2 separate regions of the Zea mays genome follow, and region 2 is linked to region 1. A link is a contact called in public Hi-C data. All regions are on one chromosome and are shown on one strand. Each heading gives the region's core, a stretch centred on a gene start, on an enhancer-like site or on the middle of the called end of the contact. The rest is flanking DNA. Distances are from core to core; before and after follow the strand shown.

Region 1 (4,145 bases), core at 680-3,179:
AAAATTATCCCTTTGCAAGTTGCAACACATTCTGTTCGAATTCAGCAGCAGCAATACAGAGCAAGCAATGGTGATCCATAAGATCATAACAAAATAGTGCAGCTTACTTTTTGAGAATTCAAATAATGACAACTAAGAGAGACCATAAGAGCATTGCTGCCTGTGTACAACAGTGCCAACTTACAACGATAAGATGAATTGAAGCAACTTGCAGAAATATCCAAACGAAACAAAGAGTTTTGAGTGTACACTGCAGGTACAGACCTCGGGGCTCCAAACAGCACAGTTCTGATGAACCCAGACACGTGCAATGCCAAAGCGGTCATGAATTGGACCCAACAGCCTTCCCAACCATCCAGGATCATCACCAAATCCATCCCACATATCATAGTTGGGTTCCTCTGAAGGTAAAGCCCCCTCATAGGCTTCATTTTCACTGTCAACAGAATCATGCAATGCAATCTTAGGTGGTCTCCCATCGGTCCCTCCACCACAGAGCGCACACCTCCTCCCTTCTTTAACCACCTTAACTCCCTGGTTTTCATCTAAAACCCAGGAATTTTGCATGCTCTCTTTTGAACCATCCTTAGCCAATACCGCATCTGGGAAATGAACCGACTGTCCATCCTGTTGGACCTCTTCCTCTTGCTCACTAGGACTAGATAGGTGCGGTTCCGTTTGCTGCTCAACTGGAAGGTTGCTCTCTTCTGCGGTCTGTTCCATGTCAAGCTGCTCAATTCTGTCTGAATTGCTGGCCCTAACCCCCTCATTGCTCTCACCACAAGGTAGTTCATCACTACTGTTTCCTCTCGATACATGTGATTCCAACCCTCCTATTTCCTCCTGCTGCAAACCTTCCTCCACCACCATTTCCTCTCCCGTGCCTTCCTCTAGATCATTTCTAGTGCCTACTGTGGGCCCCTCATCATCTTGTTCTTGCTCCGCCGCCACATCTTCCTTCCCAACATTCCCTCCTTTTCCTCCCTCTTCCTTTTCTATTGCATCGACACCATCCCGGGCATCATGTGCATCTAAGTTCAAATCGATTGTTAAATTGATCTCTCTATCTGTTAGTTCCTTCCCTTGCAACTGCAAACATCCACTTTCCTTGTTCACTTCGTCGTCCTCAGACCTCTCACGAACGTCCACCACCACCATCCCGGCATCTTCCTCCTCATCCTCATCCTCCTCCTCCTCCTCCTCCTCCTCCTCCCCTTGCCCATCTCCCTCCGCCACGTAATCTTCATCTTCGAACCACATGCTCCTTGCCCGCACCCCCAGTTTGGCCTTCCCCTTAACCCTATCCCTCAGCCGCGAACGCCACACCACGCTCCCCTCATCGTACTCCCCTTCCTCCACCCCTCGGGCATCCACTTCGTGCGGTGCCCTGCCCCGGCTTCCCCTCCGCGAGCTCCCGCTCGAACCCACCCGGACGCCGCGGCGAGACCTCTTGCCGCGTGGGGAAGGGAGCGGCGATGTGTCGAGGACGACCGGCGCCCGGCGGACCCTCTTGCTGCGGCGGATGGACTCCTCTTCGGAGTCGGAGCCGCCGCCGCCGGCCAGGGGTGCCGGCGGAGGTGGCGGCGGCGGGACGTCGCGGATCGCGTCGAGGCGTTTCTGCTTCTTCCGGCCGCGGGAGGCGGCGCCGCCGCGCCGCCGCTTGGGCTTGGACGGAGGCATCACGCGGCTCGCGCCGAGACGACGACGACGAGTCGCCGGGGGTTTAGGGTCTGCCTCAGCCTTCGGGCTACACTCAAGTTTGACGTTTGAAAGGGTGTTGCCGGAGGGGACGGCTTGGGTTCGAGTGGGGTCATGGGGTGGTACCGTGGTAGGTTGGTAGCAGAGCTGCCAGTGCACAGGAGGCAGGAGGAGAGCAACCGAGCAAGTGAGTGAAACTGAAAATTGAGCAACTGAAAATTGAGCGCGCATCGACTATAGGGATTTTTCTATCATAATATATTACCTAGATATATGTATGTACATCACTACCGAATCAATATTTTAAATTTAATTAATACTAAAGTAAATTCAAAAGACTAGATATATGGTTCTATAAAACTAAATTTAGCTAATATTAAAAGAAAAGCGTCTTAATAAACTCGTTAAATGGCTCTTCATATTTCATATTTAATGGTTCTCTATTACTTTACCTTCCCTCTCTATTTTTGTATACTCTCCTTCACTCTCCATTCAGTCTATAGGTTTACCGAGTCTGTTGGATTAGCCTACACTTTTTCTATAAAATATATTTTGAAGAGTAGATAAATCAGTAAATTTAGCTAGTCTTTTTAACTAATCTCTTAGAATTACTCTCAATAGTTGTTATTCCATACCTCTCGAGGCCATCATTATTAGCATCTGTCGGCGTTTCGAGACAGGGGGGTCCCTAAGCCGACGAGTGAGTGTGCTGCGTGCCCCAGACCAGATGGGTCGAGCGCGTGGGTGAGCGCGAAGGGGGGAGAGGCGAGGTGGCCGGAGTCGAGCGTGAGAGAGGTGGAAGTCCCGCGGCCTTCGTGTTCGTCCCGCGCCCAGGTCAGGTGCGCTTGCAGTAGGGGGTTACAAGCGTCCACGCGGGTGAGGGAAGCGAGCGGCCCCAAGAGAGCGCCTGTCCCGTCCTCGGTCCCGCGCGGCCAACCTTCTCTAAGAAGGCCCTGGTCCTCCCTTTTATAGCCGTAAGGAGAGGATCCAGGTGTACAATGGGGGGTGTAGCAGAGTGCTACGTGTCTAGCGGAGGGAGAGCTAGCGCCCTAGGTACATGCCAATGTGGCAGCCGGAGAGATATGGGCACCCTGCTGGCGTGATGTCGTGGCTGTCGGAGGTGCGGCGGAGCCTGGCGGAGGGACAGCTGTTGGAGCGGTCGAGTCCCTGCTGACGTCGTCCTGCTTCCGTAAGAGAGCTGGGGGCCGCCGTCGTCATGGAGCTTTGTGGAGCGCCATCATTGCCCCTCCGGCGGAGCTGGCCGGATGGGACGCCGGTCTTGTTCTTCGTGACCCGAGTCGATTCGGGGTAGGATGATGATGGCGCTTCCTGTTGACGTGGCGGTCTGTGCCCTAGGCAGGGCGACGTGAGGGTTCCTCCGAAGCCGAGGTTGAGTCTGTCTTCCGTTGCCGTGGCCGAGCCCGAGCCATGGGGTCGGGCGAGGCGGAAGTCGTTCGGCCGAGGCCAGGGCGGAGTCCGAGCCCTGGGGTCGGGCGAAGCGGAGTTTTCGTCGTTTTCCGGGTGTTAGCCTGAGTCCGAGCCCTGGGGTCGGGCGAGGCGGAGTTCGCCGTCTTCCGGGTCTTAGCCCGAGTCCGAGCCCTGGGTCGGGCGGGGCGGAGTTCGCCGTCTTCCGGGTCTTTGCCCGAGTCCGAGCCCTGGGGTCGGGCGGAGCGGAGTTCGCCGTCTTCCGGGTCTTAGCCCGAGTCCGAGCCCTGGGGTCGGGCGGAGCGGAGTTCGCCGTGGCGCCTTTGGCAAGGCCTGACTGCCTGTCGGACTCACTCTGTCGAGTGGCACTGCAGTCGGAGTGGCGCAGGCGGCGCTGTCCTTCTGTCAGACTGGCCAGTGGAGCGGTGGAGTGACGGCGGTCACTTCGGCTCTGCCGGGGGCGCGTGTCAGGATAAAGGTGTCAGGCCACCTTTGCGTTAAATGCCCCTGCAATTTGGTCAGTCGGTGTGGCGATTTAGTCAAGGTTGCTTCTGAGCGAAGCCAAGGCCTCGGGCGAGCCGGTGATGTGTCCGCCATAAAAAGGGGGCCTCGGGCGAGACGGAAGTCTCTCGAGGTCGGCTGCCCTTGGCCGAGGCTAGGCTCGGGTGAAGCGTGATCGAGTCACTCGTGTGGACTGATCCCTGACTTAATCGTACCCATCAGGCCTTTGCAGCTTTATGCTGATGGGGGTTACCAGCTGAGAATTAGGCGTCTTGAGGGTACCCCTAATTATGGTCCCCGACAGTAGCCCCCGAGCCTCGAAGGGAGTGTTAGCACTCGCTTGGAGGCTTTTGTCGCACTTTTTTGCAAGGGGACCAGCCTTTCTCGGTTGCATTTCGTTCCGGTGGGTGCGCGCGAGCGCACCCGCCGGGTGTAGCCCCTGAGGCCTCGGAGGAGTGGTTACACTCCTTCGAGGTCTTAATACCTCGCGTAACGCTTTGGCTGGTCTGGTCGTTCCCTCA
Region 2 (4,145 bases), core at 1,188-3,687, 240 kb after region 1:
GCTTATATAGGCTGAAAGTAATAAAAAAAGAAAGAAAGAAAGCATGAATGGATAAAGTTGTCCTAAAAGTTTAAAAGAAAAAATTATGAGCCGTAGACTTTCGGCCGTTTCTAGCAAGCCAGCCAGCCAGCGTGGTCCAGAAAGATGCAGGAGAGGAGAAGGATGGGCGACCGTGGTACTAGGCAACAAAGGCAGCGCCAGGTTGGACGCTTGACTATTGCTGGGGGAGGGAAGAACACGACACTTGACTCGCTCAGAGGCTGTCATGTCATAGACGACCACATGTCAAGTGTCACCTGACGCACTTATAAAACACGCCCATGTGGCCCTAAATTACTCTCATTGCAGCACCAAATCAGCTGGCCTTCAGTTGTGGTGCCTCGTGGCCATAAGATCCAAGCCAGGACAAGGAGTGCCGAATCCCAAGATTAGATTAGCTTAAGGGGCCGTTCGGTTTTCCCAGAACGGTGGACATAACCGTTCCTAGCTTGGATTATTTCTTTAGTTTGTATAAATTTTGATCACCTAGAACGATTCATGGTGTATTTTTGGAGAAACGAATAAGGCCTAACTCAACTGATATTAGACGTTGAGGCTGTCACTTTGTCTTCCTAGCTAGCTATATTAGGAAATCGTACAGACACTATAATTCGGAAAGGCAGAAACGGTTCAGGCAAAATTGCCGTTACGTAAAAGCGACTGATGGACGATGGTGCTAATTCGTCTCAGATCGAAGCAAACGTTTAAGCAAATCAAATTAAAACCTACTGGCTACTACTACTCCTACTCGTATATGCAACATGATGGGCGGCCACGGTTGCAGGCTTTGCAGCCACACTGACGCGCCATAATTAGCAGAAGCAGTTCGCTGAGCAGATCACCGACCACCGATACAGCGATTGAATTCCAGGTCCGGCAAGGATAGCATGGTTTCGTTTCCCTTCACGGTCACGTAATCATCATCACCGCCCCTGACGCTTGGCCTGCTTAGGCAGCTAAGCCAACAGCGAAACGCAGCCCTGTCCCTAACGACGTACACATGCCCGGCCATGGGCACGATGTGCGGTTGCGCCTTTTTTTCCACATGCGGTGCAAAAGCAGTCCAGATTAAAGCAGGTAAACCTTTTCTTCCCCGTCCCCGGCCGCCTCGCGCCGCTTTGGTCCTAACTTGCCAGTGTAGTGTACCTGGACCCCTACCAACTTTAACTGTCGTCAGTTGGGTTTCAGTTGCAAACGCGGTGAGCCGGTGATGCACTAGAGTCACATCGCGCGCGCTCTCTCTCTCTCGCCGGAACCCAAGGCTCTGCTCGTGCCTTCGGTTGCATAATGCTGTACGTGGTCAGACGGTTTCGGCCCAGCTCCGTCTTCTCTGATCGCACCGCTAAACTCCCCCCGCGTTTTTTTTTATTCCGCGTGAATCAAGCCAGAGAGATGAATGGGCTAGACAGCTTGCGTTGCGTGCGTAGGTAAAGGTACGTACGTACCAGCTGGACGTAGTCTCGGGCGGCGAGGGCGAGGACGTCGGCGCAGGAGACGATCCCGGGGCACTTGCTCTCCACGGCAGCCTTGGCGAGCTCCACCGTGTCGAACGCCTCCTGCGGCAGGTTCCTGTTCTCCTCCATGTCGCGCTCCACCCTGGGTGGCGGCGGGCGCGCGGGCGCGGCCGCGTCGGCCGTCGGCGCGATCAAAATGGACGCGTCACACCCCTGCGTGCGTGTGCATTTCACATCAAAATCAGCACGAGGACACCAACGACCGCAACGCAATGCACTAATTCACAAACAGTTGCTCAGCTCTTGCTTGTAACTAGCTAGCTCCGGGCGGTTACGTACTTCCACGAAGCAGTCGTGGTGGAAGAGGCGGAGCACGGCGGGTCCGGCGGCGGGGAAGTCCCTGTACTGGGCGGCGGTGACGTTGGCGACGATCTGGTCGACAGCGGGGCACGTCCTGGCGTAGAAGTCCAGCGCCAGGCCGTGCCGCTCCGGCGACCGCCTGCTGCCGAGGGCCGTGGCCGCCGCCGCGGGCAGCGGCTGCGCCTCCCTGCCACGCGATGTGCCGACGAGGGACGACGACGCGACGAGCAGCAGCAGCAGCAGCGCGCGGCGGTGGACGAGGAAGCGGATGCCTCTGCTAGAGGAATCCATTTCCGACGTGCAACGCAGAGGAAGCTAGCGCTGGTGGCTGGAACTGGAAGCACACCACCAAGGCGAGCGACAAGCTTGCCTTATCCCGCAGCCGGTAGCGCGAGAGCTGACGGACAGCGGCCAGCGGGCGGAAGCGGGGCGATAGCGGGACAAGCCAGGGAAAGGAGGGCCTTGTTTGTAGGTGTGCGGCCAAACAGTGGAAGGCGAGCGCATGTGGGTGCGGCGGTGGCGAGGTTGGCGGCTTCCGCCTGATACTGCGCTCCCGTGAAGCAGAGAAACCGGCCGGCCGCGATACAAATACCACGCATTCGTCGTCCTCCCATGGTCTCTTCAGGTGTACGTGTCTGGAGTCTGGACCGAATTTTTACTGCGCTCTCGCAGGTGATGGGCACGTGGTTGTTGACATGAGCTATACAGTATAGACTATGAAGTAAAGGATATAAAAAAATTAAAAATCGTTTAGATCGTGTTCGTTTGTATCTGATTAAACCGTTCCACTTGATCAACATATAAATTACCGAACCAATTCGACTAGCAACCGTTCCAGCAATCCAATCCATAGAAAAAAAACGAACGGGGCCTTAGCTTAAAATTGTGTTTTTTTGAAAGAAAAAAAAACTATTTTAATTTCTCACAGTAACAAATAGACCCTTCTATCAACCTCGTTTCTTCGTCTTCCTCCGTATATGTGAGCGGTCAGGTTAAGGAGATGTTTGAATGCACTAAAACTAATAGTTAATTAATTAAAAATTGTTAGTGTAATTAGCTAGCTAACAAATAACTACCAAATCTCTACTACTTATTAAGACTGCAATAGTAGTCGGTCATTCCGCGTTCTGCCCATTCCGTGTTCTGCCTTTCCGATTCCCTCCTCCCCGCGCATAGTCCATTCCTATGTTGTGTGTCTTTCCTCCCCGCGCACAGTCCATTCCTATGTTGTGTGCCTTTCTGATTCCCTCCTCCCCGCGCACAGTCCATTCCTATGTTGTGTGTCTTTCCGATTCTCTCCTCCCCGCGCACAGTCCATTCCTATGTTGTGTGCCTTTCCGATTCCCTCCTCCCCGCGCACAGTCCATTACTATGTTGTGTGCCTTACTTTTCTTCAGCGATGAGATAGTTTATTAAACAATCCCGCATGGATTCATATATATCCCGGATATATCTGTCATCCGTATTTGGGGTTTTTAAAAGATTTGTATGTATCCCACAATCAATATCCAACAAAAAGTAACTCATTATCTGATAAGCACTTGCTGAGGCATCTTGGGATACTGGTGTGTATCGCAGCACAGACAAGTCTCCTGTATCCGCGTACGTCTTCAAACTTATACATGATGATATATACCGAAATGGGTGCCTGCAGCACAGTGTTTCCATAAAGATATCTTTTTCAAAGAATGTAGGTTTGTGTGTCTTTCCGATTCTCTCCTCCCCGCGCACAGTCCATTCCTATGTTGTGTAAAGCCCATTCTCATTCCACCATACAGCCGACGTCTAGCTAAAATTAAAAAATACACATGGCCCCAAGGGAATTTGAACCCACGACCTCTCAAACAAATAATAGCAGTAGCTACCACTACACCACATATGTGTTTATGTCTACATCTATAACAGAAAATACATCTACTATATCTCTCCCCAAGTCCACCTGCTACCCTTGCACAATGTGTGTAGTAGATAAGTATCACCGAGATTCTTCAATTATATTTTTGGATGGAGGGAGTAGTATTTAAAGAAGAGTCTTGCATGCAATTTCTTTTGTTTGAATAATGTTTTCAACTTAAATTTCTTTTTTGCATGCGTGATATTTATTCTTCGTAATATTTTTTCCATAGATCTGACTTGTGAGTCATTTTTATAAACCAATGCCAAACATGAATCCATGTTTCTTACTTGAAAACCCCGAACAAACACCATTAGCAGGAGGCACTCGTGTTGGGGTCGCTCATCGACGACAAGAAAAACTTGGCGACTGTCAGTTCGACCTCTAGAAACAGTCCT

What was found. Hi-C and Micro-C count contacts between places; a contact is called where the count stands out from the background.
Region 2: a Hi-C map of ear shows a contact between it and region 1, with 1.6 times the contacts expected there. The contact joins the promoter of LOC103651385 here to the promoter of LOC103652548 in region 1. A contact is called at or near these places in 2 of 25 Hi-C or Micro-C datasets (ear and leaf mesophyll).

The regions. Positions count from the first base shown.
Region 1 is chr3:216,027,805-216,031,949 of Zm-B73-REFERENCE-NAM-5.0, forward strand. It overlaps LOC103652548, which reads right to left and starts at 1,930. Exons shown (of 6, transcript XM_020550519.2): 1 at 265-1,930. The coding sequence starts at 1,929.
Region 2 is chr3:216,264,677-216,268,821 of Zm-B73-REFERENCE-NAM-5.0, forward strand. LOC103651385 (peroxidase 19) reads right to left here and starts at 2,438. Exons shown (of 3, transcript XM_008677022.4): 1 at 1,833-2,438; 2 at 1,485-1,706. The coding sequence starts at 2,144. It also overlaps the pseudogene LOC109945212.